Linked DNA regions of Macaca mulatta: region 1 is linked to region 2. The links are chromatin contacts, called in public Hi-C maps. All regions are on one chromosome and are shown on one strand. The core of a region is the stretch at or near the end of the contact, and the rest is flanking DNA. Distances in the headings are between cores, read along the strand shown. Region 1 holds the start of RUNDC3B (RUN domain containing 3B). Region 2 holds the start of DBF4 (DBF4 zinc finger).

Region 1 (5,896 bases), core at 36-2,535, 240 kb before region 2:
ATTTTTATTCTACTAAACAGAATAGTAGAATAAAATTAGATATGGTAGCTGAAAAGGATGATTCTTTGATTATTTTAAACAGAGATTTTTAAACTGTAAAAACCTCAGAAATTAGGAATTTACAGCTTTATTACACAAACGTGTGTTGTTAAAACATTCAAGAGTAACAGTATGTCCTGTATTAGTAGGGATGCTATATAAGAAAAAGAGAGAGCCACACAAAACTGTATACTCTATAACATTCTTTGACAGAAACTTCAAAACCAGAGGTGGAAGATACATGGATTTTGGAGCCACTGAAGCCGTGAAATTTCAGTAAAAATCATGTCAAATGTGACTTCAAATTAAATTTGAGAAACATTTATTGAGAACCTGTTCTGTGTGCAGCACCGTGCTAGGTCCCACAGGGAGAGTAAGTCATTTAGGATTGCACTCTAAAATCTGGGCATATTGGTGCAAAGGGAGGTAAACAGCAGGCTTAGGTGAGTCAGAGGACCTGGCCCAAGCCGGGACCCTCCCCCAGGAGGGTAGTGAGAAGCTCTGGGAAGGGGGCGCTTCCGAACACGCGCGTTGAGGAGGGCGCTCCAGGACTCTTGAGGGAGCAGCCCGTCTGGACCGAGGCCGCGTCGTTCCTGGGCTTACTATTCCCAGTCCCGGACCGGAGTCACGGCCCAGGACGCCAGAAGACTCTACACTGGCACCGCGCTCCTCCTTGGGCGGGCGGTCAGTCCCGGGTGCGGGCTGCGCTGGAGGCTGAGGTGAAAGCGACATGGTGTGGAGGGTCAAGGAATCTCGCCACCACATGCGCCAAGAAGGAGATTCTAAGAGCAGTTCCCCCCACTCTTCTCAGGCCATTGTGTTGCTGTTTATTAGCTCCTGGGAGGGCGTCAGGACAAAAGGAACCCTCCTCCCTTCTTAGTAGTCAGGCCCAGGGTCGGGTGTGGGAGCCGGCGCGCTGCTTTCTAGGCAGACACTGAAGCTACGGCAGCCATGGAAATAGGTATCAGCCGTTAAAGCTTGGCTCCAGGCAAGGGGTGGCAATTTGCCCCCAGCACTGTGGGGCCCCGCATCCCACAATCCCCGCTGCTAGCCTGCGTGGCTACTGGCGGCAGCTAGCGGGCTGCAATAGCGAGCCCGGCGTCTTGACAGCGGCCCACGCGTCGGGGCGGGGCTTGAGCCCGCTGCTTTAAAAGTTCGCGCGGCCGGCCCCGCCCCTCCGGTGCCGCGATTGGATCCGGCGGGGGTAGCGTTGATTTGATAGGCGCAGAGAGGGTGGGGCTGCGCACGCGAGGCCGGGGCCCTAGTTGCTGCCGCTTGGGCTGGGGCACTAGCGGCTGCGGAGTGTGGGTGGTTGGGCGTGAGGGGCCGACGGGCTCGCGCGCGCGCCGTCTGCTGAGGTCCCTCGGGAAGGAGGAGAGCGCCCGACGCCGACCCGCACGCGCAGCCCGGCAGTCGGCGGCGCGCCGAGGGCGGAGGTGGTGCGTGTGTGTGGAGCTCGGGTGCCAAGGGCTAGCCGTCAGTCCCCGGGTGCGAGTCTCTGCTGTCTTCCACACCCTTCCTTCCTCCAGGCTCCTTTCCTACAATCTTCCCGCGCCCCCACGGTCGCGGACCGAGCGAGAACACCCTTAAGCAGGTGTGGGGGGGCGTGCGGGGCGGCACGAGACAAAAGGGGCACGGGGGTAAGCCCGCCATGGCCTCCCGGAGCCTGGGGGGCCTGAGCGGGATCCGAGGCGGTGGCGGTGGAGGCGGCAAGAAAAGCCTGAGCTCCCGCAATGCTGCGGTGGAGAGGAGGAACCTCATCACCGTGTGCAGGTACGGCAGCGCAGGGCGAGGGGAACCAGCCTCCGGCCGGGGCTGAGACCTCTGGGCTTGCGCGCGGGTCCCTGGGGGGTCCCGGGCATGATGGGCTGCCGCCCAGTGCCCCTGCCTATGTTGCGCCAGCCGAGTGTGTGAGCGCGCAGCTCCTTGGACAGGGGCCCGGGTCTGGACACCGCCGCAGCCCTGGACTTTGTGTCAGTTCCAGTGCTGGAGGTATCGGAGGGTAGAGCTTGGGGCGGGGCTGGGGGAGGATTTGTTTTGAATGTGCAATCTAGTGTCAGAGTGAAAGAGGAGGGCAGGGAGGAAGAACTCTTTCATTTAATGCCCATTCAGCTGTCAGCCAGTTTTTGATAAAGTGGTAGTAACTGTGATTGTTTACTGTGGTGCCCCCAAATCAGAGTGCATTTCGTTGTTTTGGCTTGTTTACGTTATCTTCACCCATTTCATTTCACACGTTAGTTGAGTGCCTACTACATGCCAGCCATTGTGTGTGTGAGCGTGTGTGTACTATCCACTTTTCAGCTACAGTGCTAGTGCTGGCTCTGCAGTTGTTATTAAGAGTGGGACTGTGGTCTTTATGTCAATTATTTATTCTAAGGCCTGCCTTTCCTTAATGTTTTATAACGGTAAATGTAGTATTTCCTTACTTCAGAAAAATATAGAAACAGTAGAAGAATAATTATATTGGGCCGGGCGCGGTGGCTTACGCCTGTAATCCCAGGACTTTGGGAGGCTGAGGCGGGCGGATCACGAGGTCAAGAGTTCGAGACCAGTCTGGCCAACATAGTGAAACCTCGTCTCTACTAAGAATACAAAAAATTAGCCGGGCGTGGTGCGGGGGTGGGGGGTGCCTGTAATCCCAGCTACTCCGGAGGATGAGGCAGGAGAATCGCTTGAACCTGGGAGGCGGTTGTAGTGAGCTGAGATCACGTCATTGCACTCCAGCTGGGGCCACAGTGGGAGACTCCATCAAAAATAAATAAATAAATAAATAAATAAATAAATAAATAACTACTGTTTATAATAAGCCTAGTATTCAGAGAAAACTGGTTTTTAACATGCTGATATATTTCCTTTAAGTCTTATATCTGAGTATTAAGAAAAATTGAAACCCTAAGCATCAATTTCTTAGGAACTTCTCTGAACCATTGTTTTAAAATTACTTTTTTCCATCAAACTCCTAATCATCACCTAGAGATATTCCTCTTAAGAATCAGATGATAATGAAACTTTTTCTTCCTTTGCAATTTCTCTGTATTTTTCCGTTATTTTTCTTGTGTGAACATGTGTCTAGCATCTTAAGTGGAATACAGATTATAATTCTAGGACTTAAATGCAGTTAACTCACAGTGACTTTTTAAAAAATGCTTGGATTATTACAAATGTTTATCTAGCAAGAAGACCTTCTTCATTGACTGTGATTGTATATGTGTATGTAATTATTACAGCACTTTGAGTTGTAAATGGTCAAGTAATATGGCATCTGTTTAATTTACCATTTGTGCTGTCTATGATGTAACTCTTTGAGACAAATAGGCTGTTAGGTTTTTTAAAGTATAGGTAAATATTTTTAAAGTGGGTAAATGGAACAATAAGCAAGGCTGATTTTCTTAACCATAATATACAGACATTAAAAACTGCTTTAAAAATAAGGGTAGTTTCAACATATACAGTGCTTCTTGGGGGGTAACATTTAATAAAAAGCTCTATCAGCTTTTGTTAAACTTCACAAGGGTAATGATTCTATCTGTCTTTTTTTTTTTTTTTCAAATTCTCGATATAGCATCTGACACTCAAGAAATATTTATTGAATGAATAAATTCAATGATGGCTACTGTTCCTTTTGCTTCTCCATTTTTATCTTGACTGGCTTTAGATCATGTGATGACCATTTGTGCCCTTATCAGAGACAGTTGAAAAGAAAAGGATTTGTATTTCAACTTTATTTAAATTAAATTTTAAATTATCTTTAAGAAATTTTAGGAACGTCACACTGATTTCTGGGGACAACTCTCTGTATTAGTTGTATTTTCATTATTGTAATTTACATTATTATTTTCTACTGTGAAATGAGTATATGCTAACTTTAGTTATGGTTTACATACAGATTTAATGTAATAGCTAAAATAAATTGCGGTTTCTGCTCTGGATTTCATTTGTATAGTTATTTATATGGATAATATTAAGGCTGATCTTCATATCCAAATAGTTGATGGTGCATGTAAATTATCCATGTGTAGTAATGTGGTCTATATGATAGGCTTTGTCTGAATGACTTTTACTTTTTGGAAGAAAGTCACTATAGGTCATTTGTACATTTTAAGAAGCCGCATGACAAATTAAGAAAAATGTATAAAGCAGCATTTATGCATTTATTGCTAGTTTACTTTCCAGAGTCACCAAACCCTGGGTATTTCACTCATGTCTCTTATGAATTCTTTTTTTATTTTTTATTTATTTATTTTTTATTTTTGAGATGGAGTCTCGCTCTGTTGCCCGGGCTGGAGAGCGGTGGCACGATCATGGCGCACTGCAAGCTCCGCTTCCCGGGTTCACGCCATTCTCCTGCCTCAGCCTCCTGAGTAGTGGAACTACAGGCGCCTGCCACCATGCCTGGCTAATTTTTTGTATTTTGTTTAATACAGACGCAGTTTCACCGTATTAGCCAGGATGGTCTCCATCTGCTGACCTCGTGATCCGCCCGCCTTGGCCCTCCAAAGTGCTGGGATTACAGGCGTTAGCCACCGCGCGCCCGGCCTCTTTTTTTATTTTTATATCTCAAATCAGAGATGATTTGATATTTAAGTTGGAAGGAAGTTGGTTTGGTGGAAATATAACTGGGTTCTAGGTTCGCTTTATCATTAACTAGTGTGCACTTTTACAAGCCATGCAGCCTTTCCATATGTTCATTTTTGTTGTCTGTAAAATAATATTGGACTAGATCATTGTTAACCTTCAATTATAGGCCTAAAATTAATAATGGCCTCCAAGCAAAATATGTTTATATTTAGTTTTGAATTTTTCCAAATATGAGCAGGGTAATAAGATAAATGTTTATTATAGCTAAATTAGGTATGTCCATTTTTCTTTATAAACAAAAACATTTTGGACTGTGCCTTTCATTTTGTGATTCTCTGCTGATGTTCTGGAAAAACTGAACCATTTACAAAACCAAAAAAATTAAAAGTCACCAGCATATATCATTCTAGTGTATCCACTTATACTTACACAGTAATGTTTTACCTTACCCCTTAAACAATTTAGGTGTTTTCTCAGGTTAAGTTTAAAGTCTTATTATATGAGTACACAATTCTTTACGTTTAAAGCCTTATTCAAGTGCAGTATATAGTTTTGAACTTTGAAAATGGGTTGTTTGGATAGGTAAGATAGATAAAGAGCTGAACTGAATTTTGGCTCATTGTGATTGTATATGTGTATGTATATGTAATTCATCAGTTTTTTTAGTGAACATTTACATGTCATACACTAAAAACATTTGCATGGTCCTTATTTCATCAGATAAGTACTGTTTTATCATATTTTTCATAGATTTTGGTGAAGAGATAGTAGGTCATTTGAGGACTCCAAATCTTACACACACAACTTCAAAATATTCATACACTTGACTTTGGCTCTGAGAACCAACGAGCATTTTCCCTGTATATTCCCTATCGTTTAGAACTTCAGAAAATTAAGTTGTTAAAGCCCTTCAGATTTTTAAAACTTGCATTTTTATCCATAATCAGATATTAGTCATTTTTCTGTCCTTTATAAGCTTCATTGTTTACAGAAAACCTTATATATTCCTTTGATTTTAGTTTTGGTGGCAGAGAATTAAAATCTAAATTCTCTTTCTATGACTTAACAATGTCTTATGAGCAAATTATTAAAATATACACATATAAACATTTCTGAATAACACTTGTCAAACTTTTAAGTCAATGCTTTTAAGAGAAACTTCCCATGCAAAGTCATAATTTTCCTGTTTTGTGGCTAGGAAGGACTAGTAAGAGGAATATAAGTAGTGTGATAAGCATGGCGGAGACAAATGATGATTTCACAATTCAAGTTTTTTAAA
Region 2 (5,875 bases), core at 2,882-5,381:
CAGGAGGAAAGCAGGAAATGAGGCAGGTAGATAGATTATTTTATAGTCATGGCCAAGTATGTGTCTCATACCACCCTAAAGGAATTTACAATTTAGTTCAGTATGTAAGATATAACCTCTGAACTGGTTCATTATCTGTAACAGCTGATGGAGGTGCCAAGTAGCCTCTGAATTATGTTGCTTTGAGGCATCCATTACCATATATTCCCAAATTCTGAATCCTCCTGTCTTGCCTTTTTTTTTTTTTTTTTTTTTTTGGAGACAAGGTTTCACTCTGGACTATAGTGGCCAATCACAGCTCACTGAAGCCTAGACCCCTGGGCTCAAGTGATCCTCCCACCTCAGCCTCCCAAGTAGCTGGGACCACTGGTGTGCACTAGTCTAACGGGGTTAATTTTTTCATTTTCTGTAGAGACAGCGTCTCCCTATGTTGCCCAGGCTGGTCGCAAACTCCTGGACTCAAGTGATCCTCCCACCATGGCCTCCAAAAGTGCTGGTATTACAGGCGTGAGCCACCTAGCCCGGCCTTTCCATTTTTGATCCTTCACTTAGGATGTGTTCACAGGCCTGATAATGCTGAATTTACCCTGGTTTCCCAGCCCACATTCACCTGAGACATTAACTTCAGTGCCACAGTCACTAACCAATCCTATCCTTGCATACACTTAGCCTGCAAAACTAAGAATTTAACCTTATATATAACCTTAAGCCCTCCAATTCACCAGGATAGTGAGACTATGAAATGTGCAAATTAAATAATAAAAATAGACCAGAACACATTTCAGAAAACAACATATTAATAGTTGGCACATGAATCAAACAGGAATGATTATTATTCAAGACCCAAATGAGCAGGAGATAAAGGTTGAATCTAAATTAGGTTTGCTATGGACAGGAAAAAATTCTTGCTAAGCCAGGTGAAGAGGCTTAGGCAAAATAAAGAAAAAAAGTGGTAAGTATTATAAAATTAATTTGTCTAGATTCTAGAATAAAAAATTTATATTTGGATATGTGTGAGGTAATCGGAAAGATCAGATTTAGATCTCTGATAATCACAGAAAGTTGTGGAGTAGACTAAATATTATCTTCATTTATAGATAAGGAAATTCTAGCATAGAAAGGTTAACTTTTTTTTTCTTTTTGAGATGGAGTTTCGCTCTGTCGCCCAGGCTGGAGTGCAATGGCGCGATCTCAGCTCACTGCAACCTCCGCCTTCTGGGTTCAAGTGATTTTCCTGCCTCAGCCTCCTGAGTAGCTGGGGTTACAGGCGCACACCACCATGCCCAGCTAATTTTTGTATTGTTAGTAGAGCCGGGGTTTCACCATGTTAGCCAGGCTGGTCTCCATCTCCTGACCTTGTGATCCGCCACCTCGGCCTCCCAAAGTGCTGGGATTACAGGCTTGAGCCACTATGCCCTGCCAGAAAGGTTAACATTTGCTCAAGGTCATAAAACTAGTTAGGGATAGGGCAGGTAATTAATAAAATTCATTTCTCTTGATTCACAGCCACATATTCATTTAATTAGATCATGATTCTGCTCAATGTTCTCCAATTTTGCCTAATATAACTCTTGAACATAGTTTCTCACCATAAATAACCCCGCCCCCATTCACTTCTTGAATGTCTACCCTTCCTCTGAAGGAATGTTTTCAAGCATATTTTCAAGATCTACTTTAAGACAAACCCCATCCTCTTACCAACAGACCTGACCACTGGACAATAAAAAGGAGGTTTGTATCATTACTGACTATAGCCACGTCCTTTCTGTGGCTACTAAAAGATTTAGGTTCCAGTAATATTTTTAAAAACTAACCTCGGATAATAGATTAGAAAATTACTAACTATCGAGTAAAGCAGACTTCCTGTTTATTTATTGCTCGGAATTACCACCTTCAGTGCAGTCAAGGGTGAGTCTAACAGCATAGGGTGCAACTATGTTACTGTCCTTCCTCTTCACAGTAAATAAGACACACAACTCATCTTTCACAAGAACATAAAATGGACTTCCTTTTTTGAAAAAATGTTCCTCAATAGAAGCATGCTTAAATCTTTCCCACATCCTCTAAACCTTCCAAAGATCAAGTCTTCCCTCCATTGTACTTTCCTAAAATAACAATTTTTTTGAAAGAGTACACTCAACCTGTCTGAACTTCAAGCTGATCATTTTTATCTAGTACTGTACTCATCTCCGCCACCCACTCAAATTACCCTTAAGGAAACCAATGATACCTGAAACGCCAAAATCAAACACGTATTTTTCAAGTCTTAATCTTACCTGTCCTGGGGATGAAGGAACTGGTGCAGCGCTCACTAGGATATAATTACAGAGCTCTTAAGGAGCTCTCCTCTGTGCCAGGTACTGTACTAAGCATTCAAAAATGTTCATTTAACCTTTACAACATCCCTGAGAAGTATTACCCCCTTTTAACAGATTAAAATTGGGGCTCAAAATTACCCAGAGGCCAAGTAGTGAAGCCCATATGATTCTAATGTTTGCAGTCTCTTCCCAATTCTGTGGCATTTCCTCCATATCTTTCAGTATTTCATCAACCACGCTTTTAATCAGTTCTCTCATTTCACATGCTCTCCTTGGCAATTTCATTTCCTCCCAGAGCTTTAATTACATTATATATTAGTGCTTCCCAACTTTTTAAATCTTTCTGTTAATATAGACATTTTGTGCTCTCTGTAGCTTGTATTTTGAAAATAAGTTCCCATAGAAATTACAATATTGAATATGTTTACTTAAACCACACTTCCTTCCACCACTCAAGATCTGTTAACCTTTAATGAACTGCCCCATGATTAAAATCAACAGACCGTGAGGTAGAAATATTTTATTGGAGAGATATCAAATCACTCTATTTCCTCTTCCCATGTCCACTTTTCCTAGACATTTCTCTCGAGTCATAAACATCTTCAACTGTCTAATAAGCATAGTTCCATGATTGTCGCCCCAGGGCCTTCAACATAAACCTGTCTAAAACCAAACTCTCATTTCCCTTAGCAAACGTGTTCTCTGAGTTCTCCAGCTAATATTGGCACAACCCACCCTTGTCTATTCTTTGAGGTACCTACCTGCAAAACTGTAACGCTGACACTCTGACTTCCTTGAGCTACCAGGTAAAAAAAACAACCATTACAGGAGTGCCTATTATGGCCTGGAGTAGAGGAACGCAAAATAGTTCAAAACATCCTCTTCCTCCCGAAGAAACAGATTTTTTTTTGGCGAGGCATGTTCCAACTTATAAAATTAAAATATATTCACAACATTTTAATTTGATCTTTAATCTGTTTTACAGAAAAAAAAATGTGATGTTACTTTCCACTCCTTCATTATTGAAATAAAGTTACACACAAGTAAACAAAAACAGTTCTGTATACAATAAAAGTCAACAGGGCAGCGCAAATAGCCAACTACCCAAGGACACAAAGTGACCTGGACGCGTTCTGGGGTGTCGCTGCCGTCACGACCGGGGGCCGCCTCCTCCCTCCGACGTCCCCCGGGACCGCTCTCTCTCCCGCAAGTCGCTCTGCGGCCTGTCCTCAGCCGGCGGGGTCGGCAGTGACCGCGGGAAAACCCCGCTGGCTGTGCGACCCAGGGCGCGCTGAGCAGGGGCTGCGGCTGCCGCCACCGCCCGGCTCCGGCCCCGGCCAGAGCTGAGTCCGGGATCGGCCGAAGCCCCTCGCCTTCAGCCTCCCAGACGTCCGACCAGTGGAAAATTAGCATACCTGGGGGAGAAAGCAGCTGGAAGGCCGGCGGTCCTGGCAAACCTAGAAGGCGGAAATAACCCTGGTGATGGGCGGGGCAGGGCTCCAGCGCTAACTGCATCCACTAGGTTTGGTCAACACAGAGCCGCGCCAACTCTCTGTGGCTGCGCCAAGACCTGAAGCGGCGGACTGAGAGCCGGGGTCAGAGGCTGAGAGGGCATCGGAATGGGAGCGGGGCAGAGGGGAACACATATCCTGCGGAGACCGAGCGAGGCGCCACAAGGACAGCGGCGTGAGGGGGCGGGGCGCGCGGCGCGAGAAGGCGGGCACGAGGGGCGAGCGCGAGGCGGGGCACGGCGCGCGGCGTGAGACGGGGCGGGGCGCGCGTATCGGCGCCGCGGCCGCGTGACGCGTTTTCAAATCTTCAACCGCCGCAACCCACTCGTTTGTGCTTTGCGCCTTCCTCCTCCGCGCTTTGGAGCCGGATCCGGCCCCGGAAACTCGACCCGCAGACGCGGTACCTCTGCTGCGTGGAGGCCGTAGCCGGCGGAAGGAGAGAGGCGGCCGTCCTGTCAACAGGCCTGGGGAAGCCGTGCTTTCGTGGCCGCCCAGCGCGACACTTTCTCCGGACCCAGCATGTAGGTACCGGGCGACTGCCATGAACTCCGGAGCCATGAGGATCCACAGTAAAGGGCATTTCCAGGGTAAGAAGCCCCTCCTCCGCCTGCAGTCCCTTTAATCCTTTCCTCCCCTCGTGGTTCCACCATTGATTCTTCAGACTTCTCCCGCCGGTTCCTCAGCTTTTTTTTTCTGACCGCCCTCCTCTGGGGTCTGAAGGAAGGGGCTCCTTCAGTGTTTTGTCTAAGAAGGAACGGATTCCGGCCCGGCCCCTCGAGCGCTCTGCCCTTTACAGCGGCGGACCCAGATTCATTCCCGGTCGTGCCTTCGGTTGAAAACTAGCAAACAATGTGCAGATCCGGGACCTCGCTGGGGCTGCCGTGCTCTCTTCTGCCCGGCTTCCGCAGATGCTGCGCCTCCGCCCGGGCCCTTGGAGGCGACGGACAGCATCCTCAGTTTAAAGTCAGACACGCTCGTCGCTTTTCGCTTCAGTATTAGATTGAGTGATTGTGGGTGGATTTTTGGTCTTAACCCTTGAAAGTTTATTTTCCCTTCCTCATAAGTTGGGGGAAAGCATTTGTATTTCAAACATCCCATTGCTGGTTTCAACATTACAAACAGGGAAACAAAAGCACATTTCCATTTTCAATCACTTTATTTGGTGAAACATTCCACCACCTAAGTTTTTGTACAGGTATTTGTATATGTGTAGTAATTACCAATTTAAGAACAGGTTGCGTTTGAAAAATTAATTTTTAAAGCAGTTGCTCGGATCTCAGATCTGTTTTTAATGAAAATAATGAAATGAAAGGTTTAGTTCTTCGTAATGGACCGTTAAATTCCTAATACAAAGACAAATTGTATGTGAAATGGACCATTTAGTTGTTAACATGCAGACAAACTTTATATGAAACTAAAACTTGAGCAGTCTGAAACCCTTGACTAGGTTATTCTGGGTAACAGGATTCTTTCATCGCTAAATGAAGTTTAAACACCAGTTTTGAATGTTCAGCAGAATGGCAGATGCTCAATAAGTAGTTGAGTATTAAATACCCCCATGGAGTTTACATCCTAAAGAAGAAAATCTTTCAAAAGAGTTTTATATAGTCCCGTGCCTCAGGAATAAATACAAGAATATTTCTTGCTGAGTCAACTATTATTTTACAATATGCGGTCTGTGAAAATATATAGAGCATTTTGCCTCTGTCCTAAGTAGTGCTACAAAGAAATACATTTCAGTGCTAATAAACTGGTAGGATTGTAAGGATTTTTATTTTGTAATATTGTATAATGAAATGTTTTAAAAATAGTACAAGTGTCTGTGTAAAACATCTGATTCTAAATATCTTTAATAGCAGGTGGAATCCAAGTCAAAAATGAAAAAAACAGACCATCTTTGAAATCTCTGAAAACTGATAACAGGCCAGAAAAATCCAAATACAAGCCACTTTTGGGAAAAGTATTTTACCTTGACTTACCTTCTGTCACCATATCTGAAAAACTGCAAAAGGACATTAAGGATCTGGGAGGGGTAAGTGAAAACCC

What was found. A called contact is a pair of places that touch in the nucleus more often than the background predicts.
Region 1: a contact with region 2 is called in a Hi-C map of liver, with 4 times the contacts expected there. The contact joins the promoter of RUNDC3B here to the promoter of DBF4 in region 2. A contact is called at or near these places in 3 of 14 Hi-C or Micro-C datasets (fetal cortex germinal zone, fetal cortical plate and liver).

What each region holds. Positions count from the first base shown.
Region 1 is chr3:131,746,215-131,752,110 of T2T-MMU8v2.0, reverse strand. It overlaps RUNDC3B (RUN domain containing 3B), which reads left to right and starts at 1,285. Exons shown (of 14, transcript XM_077997091.1): 1 at 1,285-1,812. It also overlaps a transcript of ABCB1 not described here.
Region 2 is chr3:131,511,743-131,517,617 of T2T-MMU8v2.0, reverse strand. DBF4 (DBF4 zinc finger) reads left to right here and starts at 4,131. Exons shown (of 12, transcript XM_015134147.3): 1 at 4,131-4,416; 2 at 5,686-5,861. The coding sequence starts at 4,371. It overlaps SLC25A40 (solute carrier family 25 member 40), which reads right to left and starts at 4,001. Exons shown (of 15, transcript XR_013415472.1): 1 at 3,734-4,001; 2 at 3,080-3,117.